3 separate regions of the Gossypium hirsutum genome follow, and all the other regions are linked to region 2. Evidence: chromatin contacts called from public Hi-C data. All regions are on one chromosome and are shown on one strand. The core of a region is the stretch at or near the end of the contact, and the rest is flanking DNA. Distances in the headings are between cores, read along the strand shown.

The links. A called contact is a pair of places that touch in the nucleus more often than the background predicts.
Region 1: a contact with region 2 is called in a Hi-C map of leaf, with 1.4 times the contacts expected there. The contact joins the promoter of LOC107896986 here to the enhancer-like site in region 2. A contact is called at or near these places in 2 of 34 Hi-C or Micro-C datasets (both in leaf).
Region 3: a Hi-C map of leaf shows a contact between it and region 2, with 2.3 times the contacts expected there. The contact joins the promoter of LOC107915112 here to the enhancer-like site in region 2. A contact is called at or near these places in 4 of 34 Hi-C or Micro-C datasets (all in leaf).

The regions. Positions count from the first base shown.
Region 1 is chrA10:71,761,937-71,764,636 of Gossypium_hirsutum_v2.1, forward strand. It overlaps LOC107896986 (adenosylhomocysteinase), which reads right to left and starts at 1,423. Exons shown (of 2, transcript XM_016822311.2): 1 at 570-1,423; 2 at 1-286. The coding sequence starts at 1,280.
Region 2 is chrA10:71,964,229-71,966,928 of Gossypium_hirsutum_v2.1, forward strand. No RefSeq gene overlaps it. Among protein-coding and RNA genes, the nearest start is that of LOC107915118, 47 kb to the right of the region's middle. Within about 2 kb of position 1,268, at least 7 of the 9 cell types and tissues checked have an H3K27ac peak or open chromatin away from gene starts, as enhancers often do. A contact at or near this core is called in leaf, where this site is marked.
Region 3 is chrA10:72,195,240-72,197,939 of Gossypium_hirsutum_v2.1, forward strand. It overlaps LOC107915112 (serine/arginine repetitive matrix protein 1), which reads right to left and starts at 1,430. Exons shown (of 6, transcript XM_016844253.2): 1 at 559-1,430; 2 at 1-173. The coding sequence starts at 1,090.

The DNA.
Region 1 (2,700 bases), core at 173-2,672, 200 kb before region 2:
CCATGATGATGTCCTTGTTACCAGTCGTGGTGACAAAGATATCAGCCTCGGAGACAACATCCTCAAGGGTCAAAACTTGAAGTCCTTCCATGAGAGCCTGAAGGGCACAGATGGGATCAATCTCGGTGACAATGACGCGAGCACCGGCTTGCTTCAAGGCAGCAGCACAACCCTTGCCGACATCACCATAACCACAGACAACAGCGACCTTACCAGCAATCATGACATCGGTAGCTCTCATCAACCCATCGGGAAGAGAGTGACGGCATCCATACAAGTTATCGAACTGTTCAAAAAGATCAAATCATAACAACAATTAGACCAAAATACAGTAAAAACCACAATTGAATTAATGAACAAAAAGACAATCAGCATTGCAATTAAAATCTAAACTCCACTAACAGTAAAAACAGAGCAAGCAAATATCAGATCTGAAGAAATTTTAAAAAATATGTATATTGTTATGTTATTTCTAAATCATTTTTTATCAGATCTGCTTGGAAAAAGACAATATCCTTCATATAAGAAGTTCAAAAGGTAAAGCAGCAAAAAAGTAGGGAAAAATGTACCTTGCTCTTGGTGACAGAGTCATTGACATTAATAGCAGGGAACAACAAGGTTCCATTGGCCTGCATCTGATAAAGCCTCTTAACACCGGTTGTAGTTTCCTCAGAAACACCAACTAATCTCTCCTTCATCCTTGTATACTTCTTGGGATCTGCCTTCAACCCATCTCTAATTATCGTCAAAACAATCTGAAACTCGGCATTGTCGGTGGAAGACGGATCTGGGAGCTGCCCGGTTTTCTCATAAACCTCCTCGGCTTTAACTCCTTCATGGATCAACAGAGTAGCATCGCCACCATCATCCACGATCAGATCAGGTCCACCGGTGGGACCCCAGTCAAGGGCTCTCTCGGTACACCACCAGTATTCCTGGAGGGTCTCACCTTTCCAGGCGAACACGGCTGCCGAGTCACGGGCAATGGCGGCGGCGGCATGGTCTTGGGTAGAGAAGATATTGCAAGAGCACCAACGGACTTCAGCTCCGAGGGCGGTGAGGGTTTCGATGAGGACAGCGGTCTGGATGGTCATGTGAAGAGAACCGGTGATTTTGGCTCCCTTGAAAGGTTGGGCAGGGCCGAACTCGGCTCGGCAAGCCATGAGACCGGGCATTTCGACCTCGGCCAACTCGATCTCGAGACGACCGAAGTCAGCCTGAGACATGTCCTTGACCTTGCACTCGCGGCCGGCGGCGGTTTTCTCGACGGAAAGAGCCATGGGTTAGTGAAATGAAGTGAAGAAGAACAGATCACACTCTCCCTTGGAAAAGGAACAAAAAGATAGCGTTGAGAGAGTGGGAAGTGGCGAGGGATATACGGCGATGTAAGGATGTTATAAATAGGTTAGAGTGGTGAAATCCGACGGTGCAGATTGGGTGGGGGCGGAGTTGGTAGATCTCCATCTTCAAACTCTCCCATAATCCGATTATTACAATTTAATCTAAATTACAATAAAATTAAGATTTTTATTTAAATTTAATTATATAATTTATTTTAGTATTTAAGAATCAAATATTAAATTAAAAAACTATTTTTTTATTTATTTTTCATTGAATAAGTTATATTATTAATATAATTGCAGGTAAATTTAAATCAATCATTTTATTTTATATTTCCTAAAAGCAAAATAATCTTAAAACAAATAAGGTTGTTTTGAAAATTTTCATTTTAATGAATTATAATTTGTAAGCATTTAGAAGAAATAAAGAAGCAGCATTAAAAATCAACTTTTTGGATAAATCCTTAATTTAATAGCTAATTTGGTTTACAACTTTAAAAAATCTTAATAATTAGGTGAAATGGAATCATACAAATCTTAACTAATCAATTCTTCTTTATATTAATCTTCCCACTTGAATTGTTGAATGATGATCAAACATATTCAAACACTGTTATTTATCTTCTATATTTAATATTGTATCCATAAAATTACTTTTTAATACAATCATATAAAATATTAGAAAGCGTGAGAATGCAACTCACAATGTTTGTTTAGTTCTAATCAAGATTCTATTATTTTTTCTTTGGGTTATTAAACAATAATATTAAGTGAAAATATTAGAATGATTCTCATAAAATTATAAAATTTTAATTTGACAAAATAATCATCAAACTTGTATCAATTCATCTAAAAATTAAATCGCATTTTATATATATCCTTTTTACAAAATTTTATTTGTAACTTAATATGTTTGCACAGCTAACTTAATTTTATGTTACAAATTATCTTTAATATTATAATTAAAGCTTATGATCTTAATTTTATGTTATAAAATATTAATTTTATTTTTATCCTTTTCTAAAACTAAAAGTTTTTTTTAAATATTATTTATATGAATATTTTTAAAGTAGGTAAAATTCTTTGAATATATTTATCATTTTTATATCTATTTTATAGTTCTTGTTTGGAGTTCGTAGTTGTCTCCTTTAACAAAGTAGTCTCCGAAATTCTAACATGTATTCTCCTCGTAAGATTGTAATGTGTTTTGCGACGCCTTGGAGTTTGCACCTTCTTAGGAGTTAGTCTGTCGTCTGGCATGTGGTGGTCTGCCTTTTTTTGGCATGATTTTAGTCTGCTGTCATAGCAAGGTTTCTTTGTTTTGGTGGGATTTAATGGAAGAGGAACTAAGTAATTTAAG
Region 2 (2,700 bases), core at 18-2,517:
CTAAATAATTATTTTACTTATTCATTTAATATAGGGGATTAATTTTTTATTTTTTAGCGCCCAAGATGTATTACAGAATCACTACAATACTTTTAACGATCTGATTGACGCTTGGGCTTTCAAAAAAAAAAGAGAAAATGGATCATGGAGACCATTATTTCTCTTTTTATTTTTTAAATTTTGTATTAAATTTATAAATAATTAGGCTACTGCCAGTTTGAAGTTAATTTTGTGTTTCTTTGTATTGGGTCCATGACCTCTTTACCATTTCCCAAGATATATTATTTGTAATATTTGTAAGGAAAAAAAAAACACTAGAATTCATCACATCATCACTATATGGTGAAATAACATTTTTATTAAAATAATTATATTTCAAAAAATAAATTAACATTTAAAAAGTCAAAAAAAAATTGCTCAATACTTACTTTTAAACATAATTTTCTGATATATTATTAGTAAGACTTTTAGATTTTACAAAAAAGTGTGATAAATGTCATATTTATTTATATATTTTATTTTTTATTAAATTTCATAACACACTCATTCAACCCTTAACCTATTTATAAAATCTAAAAAATTTCTTAAAATAAATGACGTTCCTTAAAAAATCACTTGCCTAAGAGATGGAAGAAAAACAAAGAATACATTTAACTTATCATTCATTAATAATTTTATTAGTCGATTGAGTCTTAGCTCAATTGACATGAGTATTGTTGCCAATGCAGGAGGACATGGATTCAAGTACATTGACGCGCATTATCCTTCTATTTATGAGTTCGGAGGGACTATGGGTAGTGTAATAGGCCAATTTTGGCCCGGGCCTAAGAACCACAAACAAAAAATAATAAAAGCCCAATTTTTTTTACAATCCATTACAATATAACAAGCCCAATTTATAACCCAAAACCTAGCCCAAAAAGTACAAGGCCCAAATGGCCCAAAAGTTAAAACATTCTCAGAAACCCTAGAGACTTCTTGCGCCGCAACCAGCCTCCAGCGCCGTACGCCACCACAGTCATACCTCCACGTAGCCATCACCATACCTGCAAAAAGGACAAGAAAAACAACATAAATCGTAGCAAAAAATAGGAATGAAATGTATTGTTTTTTTCTTTTTTTCCTTCTGCTATAAGAAGCCAACCAAATCGCAGTGTATTTTTTTAGAGGGAGACGAATACACACAAAAAAAATAGCAATCAAAAATAGCAAAAAAAGAGAAAAGAAATTTAAAACCATTTTATCCGAAGTCCTGCGTGAAACGATGTGCAGGGAACTTCAGGAATAATTTCCTGATCAGTCCCCTGTCGTTCTTCGCACGTTCATTTAGGTCTTGGTTTGTGTTTTATTATTTTTTGTATTTTTTAATTTACGCCCCTAATTTTATTCTAATTTGCGATTCGATCCGTAGCCTTTCAGCTTCAAATTATTTTATGTATTATTTATTTTAAACTGTTTCATATACTATTTATTTTAAATCATTTTATATACTATTTATTTTAAATTGTCTTATATGTTATTTATTTCAAATTGATTTATATATTATTTATTTTAAATTGTTTTATATATTTTATTTTATTTTATTTTAAATATTATTCAATTGGTAATCAAACTCTTATAAATCTTAACTTGTTCATATATTTATTTGTTATCTCTTTAATCTCTTTTTATTAGTTTTTTGTCCCTTTTTTGAACTTCAAAATTGGCTCTTATATTTTATATATTGTGCATTTTCTCTACCTTTATTATTATTATTACTATTATTATTTTCGTTGTTTGTATATGTATTATTATTATTATTATTTTCACCATTATCGTTTTTTCATTATTAATGTTGTTAAATTATGTGTATTGTTGTTATGTTTCATTTTTTTCATGCTTGATTAGTTTGTTGAATTTATGTCGCATTATCATTCGTCCAATACGAGATTTTTACGCCTTAGCCATACTCTAATAAACTACACATTTATCATTTTTAAATATTTTATTAATTTTCACCCAAATTCATAAAAAAGGAAAATTTTCGAAAAACAAGCAATGTCCGATATTTGGGAGATTCGAGAAAACATGCCTTAACTTACGGGGTTTCGATTTTCTCGTTGAACAGAAATAACCAAACATCCTTTTAAATTTTAAAATATATGAACTTTAAATAAAAATAAAGGCAATATTCAGCGTTTAGAAACTTGAGAAGGTCGTGCCCTAACTTACAGGGTTTTGATTTTCCTCGTTGGATCTAAAAAACCGAATATCCTTTTAAAAATCAAAGTACGAATTTTAAAATAAAACAATTTAAAGGCAAGCTTATTTTCGAGGGTTCAAACGTCGTGTCCTAACTTACTGGATATGACATCTCGGAACAAGAGGACCTTTAATGCTCGTTTCTATTAATTCAAGCGTTTTTAAAATTAATAAAAAAGGGATTGTATTCTAAATTCTTTTCGAATTTTTGACTTTTGACATTAAGACATTAATTAATCAATTTGGTACCAATTTTGGGCGTTACGAGAGTGCTAATCCTTCCTCGTATGTAACCGACTCCCAAACTTGTTTTCTTTTATTTCGTAGATCAAAATTGTTGTTTTATTTAATCAAAATGTTTTATTAAAACGATCAATTACAAGGTGACCCAATCACACCTCATAAAAAAGATTGGTGGCGACTCTCATCGTTTTCATTTTCAAAACAAAATGTCAATCA
Region 3 (2,700 bases), core at 180-2,679, 230 kb after region 2:
CAATATAGCACCACCTGAAGCACCAGAAATAATGCCTGGGATCATTCCCAACAAGCCAGGGAAAGCTCCAGAAACAGAACCTGTATAATTTGGCATGTTGGGCATGGTTTGGTTTACTAGATTTGGATATGTGGATGCAGGAGCCACCCCTAGTAGTCCTCCGGTAGACTTACCTGCATAACAAAAATTCAACATCTATGCCCTGAGCACTACAGACTGCAACCAAGAACCACGCTTAAAAGTGAAGCCAAAAGTAAGAACAAAGACTCAACAACAATTTTATATGGCCAGTGAGTGCAAAGTAATGAGAAGGTGAATATCATTGGGAACTTTTCAAATTCCTAATCGTGAGCCTTCTTCACCTAGAACAACAAAAATAATATACAAAAGACTGCATTTCATATTAGAAGCAAAAATTACTCTAAAGGTTTGAATATTAAAAGATCCACGTATTATATAGACAATCAAATAGGGACAAGAAACATGCAAAGTCATGCATGGCAAGTGACAGCTAAACATGCAGTTAAAACCGAATAAACATAGTTTTAACGATGTTACCTGCACTGAAGAACACCGGGAATGGGCTACCCATGATGGGTTTCCCATTGCATTCAATGTTTACCATATAGTTCCCTCTCTTAGGCACCACATAAGTTACAGAGTAAGTCCCATCTCCCATATCCTTCACAATGCCATACTGTTCTGAGCCCCCAACACCCACACCTGGCGAAACCCTCACCTTAATCTGCGCACCCCCACTCTGTACTTTCCTTTCATCTGCATCTCTCGTTACCACCATAAACGTGGAGGCAGCACAGGCAGTGCCACCCGCTATTCCTGGCCCCGCGGCCATGCATTTAACGGGATCCACGGGACCAATTGGCTTGTTCACCAAGTCACCGGTGTCCTCGGATTCACTATCCGATGAAGCAGCCACCACATCCTTGTTACGGTTCTTATCAACATCCTTGAATGTGGCTTCGAAAGCTGCTTTAGCAGCAGCAGCTTTTTCAGCCTCAGTTTTTTGCTTGGCTTCCTCGGCTTGTTTCATCCATATAGGCTTTGAAGCGGTCGTGTTTCGATCCGCCATCAATTTAAAAACACCTAAATTGCTAGAACAATCAAATAAGCAATAATGCAAATGTCAACAACAAATAAAACAACGATATTTGAGGAAAAAATCCATCCAATGTGCGCCGGTAAACCTAGCTGAAATTTCAGAACTAGAATACTATTAAAGTCCCAATTTACTAATGCAAATGAAACAAAAACTAACCAATTAGCCCACGCAAAACCTCAAAATCAAAGCTAAATAATTTTTTTTTTTAGAAAAAGGAAAAGTAGGTTTGATATGACGCTTTTTCGATTTGACTGTTCATAACTTCTGGGATCCGTTAGACTTTGTTTGGTTACCAGGAAAAGGAAAGAATTTTCTTAAAAAGGAAAAACAAAAAATGGAAACGCCTTACCGGGTAATTTTGTTTGTATCAGAATTGGAATTGGGCCGTGTCGGGCCGAGTACAGGCCAAGTATGCCAAACTTTAGATTCATTTACTGGGTTTGGATTCAACTCAAAAAATATACTTAACATTTTATTCAAATTCGATCAAGATAAAAAATGTTAAATCCGAGCTCAATCCATTTGTATTAATTTTTTTCTATATTATTTTATATATAAAATAAATTTAAAATATATAATACATTAAATATACTAAAAACATTAAATAATGTTAAGATAGTTACAACTTGCAAGTAAATACATTTAAAATAGTAACAAAATTAATAACAAAACAATAATTATAAAATATCTAAATAATAACAACAAAATAATAGCAGTATAATAGCAAAATGACAGCAAAACAATAACAAAATGACAGTAAAACAAAAGTAGAAAAAAATTAAGCAAACTCGAGTCGGGCCGGGTCAAGTCTGGACCAAAAATCTTACTTGAGGCTTGCCCCATTTAGAAAATAGGCCTTATTTTTTATTCAAGTCTATTTTTTGAACCTATATTTTTACTCACTTTTCGAGCGAGTAATTCAGCCTATGATCAAGTCACACTATATAATGTTCCAAGTTCAAGTCTCACTATATGTTTTAAGATTAAAGATTAAAGATTAAAAATCATAATGTTCTAAGTTCAACTCTCACTATACATTGTATTTTATTGATTTTAATATCTTTATAAAAGTATTATCATAATTATATAATTTACTTGTATAAATAATGTTTTCTAGTCATTTCCCAAATCAGTTAAGAAAATATCTAAAGTCCCTTTTTTTAAAAAGTTATTAATTTTTAATTTTACGAGTTTAATTTTTAATTAATTTTTTATATTTTATTTAATTTCTACAATTAGTGTAAATTAATATTCATTATTCGAATGATTAAATATAATTGAAATATATTAACTTATTTAACAAGTCAAATATTATTATAATAAAAAACCAAATCATAATTAATACATGATTAATATATTCAATATATGATATAATTTTACTTCTTAAAAGTAAAATAAGCAGCATTGCTCGAAATAATAACTAATTAACTAATTAACTTATATCAATTATTTTAATAATTCAAATATAGTGCTAATAAAAAATTAATATACTATAAATTAAACTCTTCACTATTTATAAATAATATAAATATAATATTTAGGTTATATTATAAAACTATATTATTTATAAAGTTTTATAT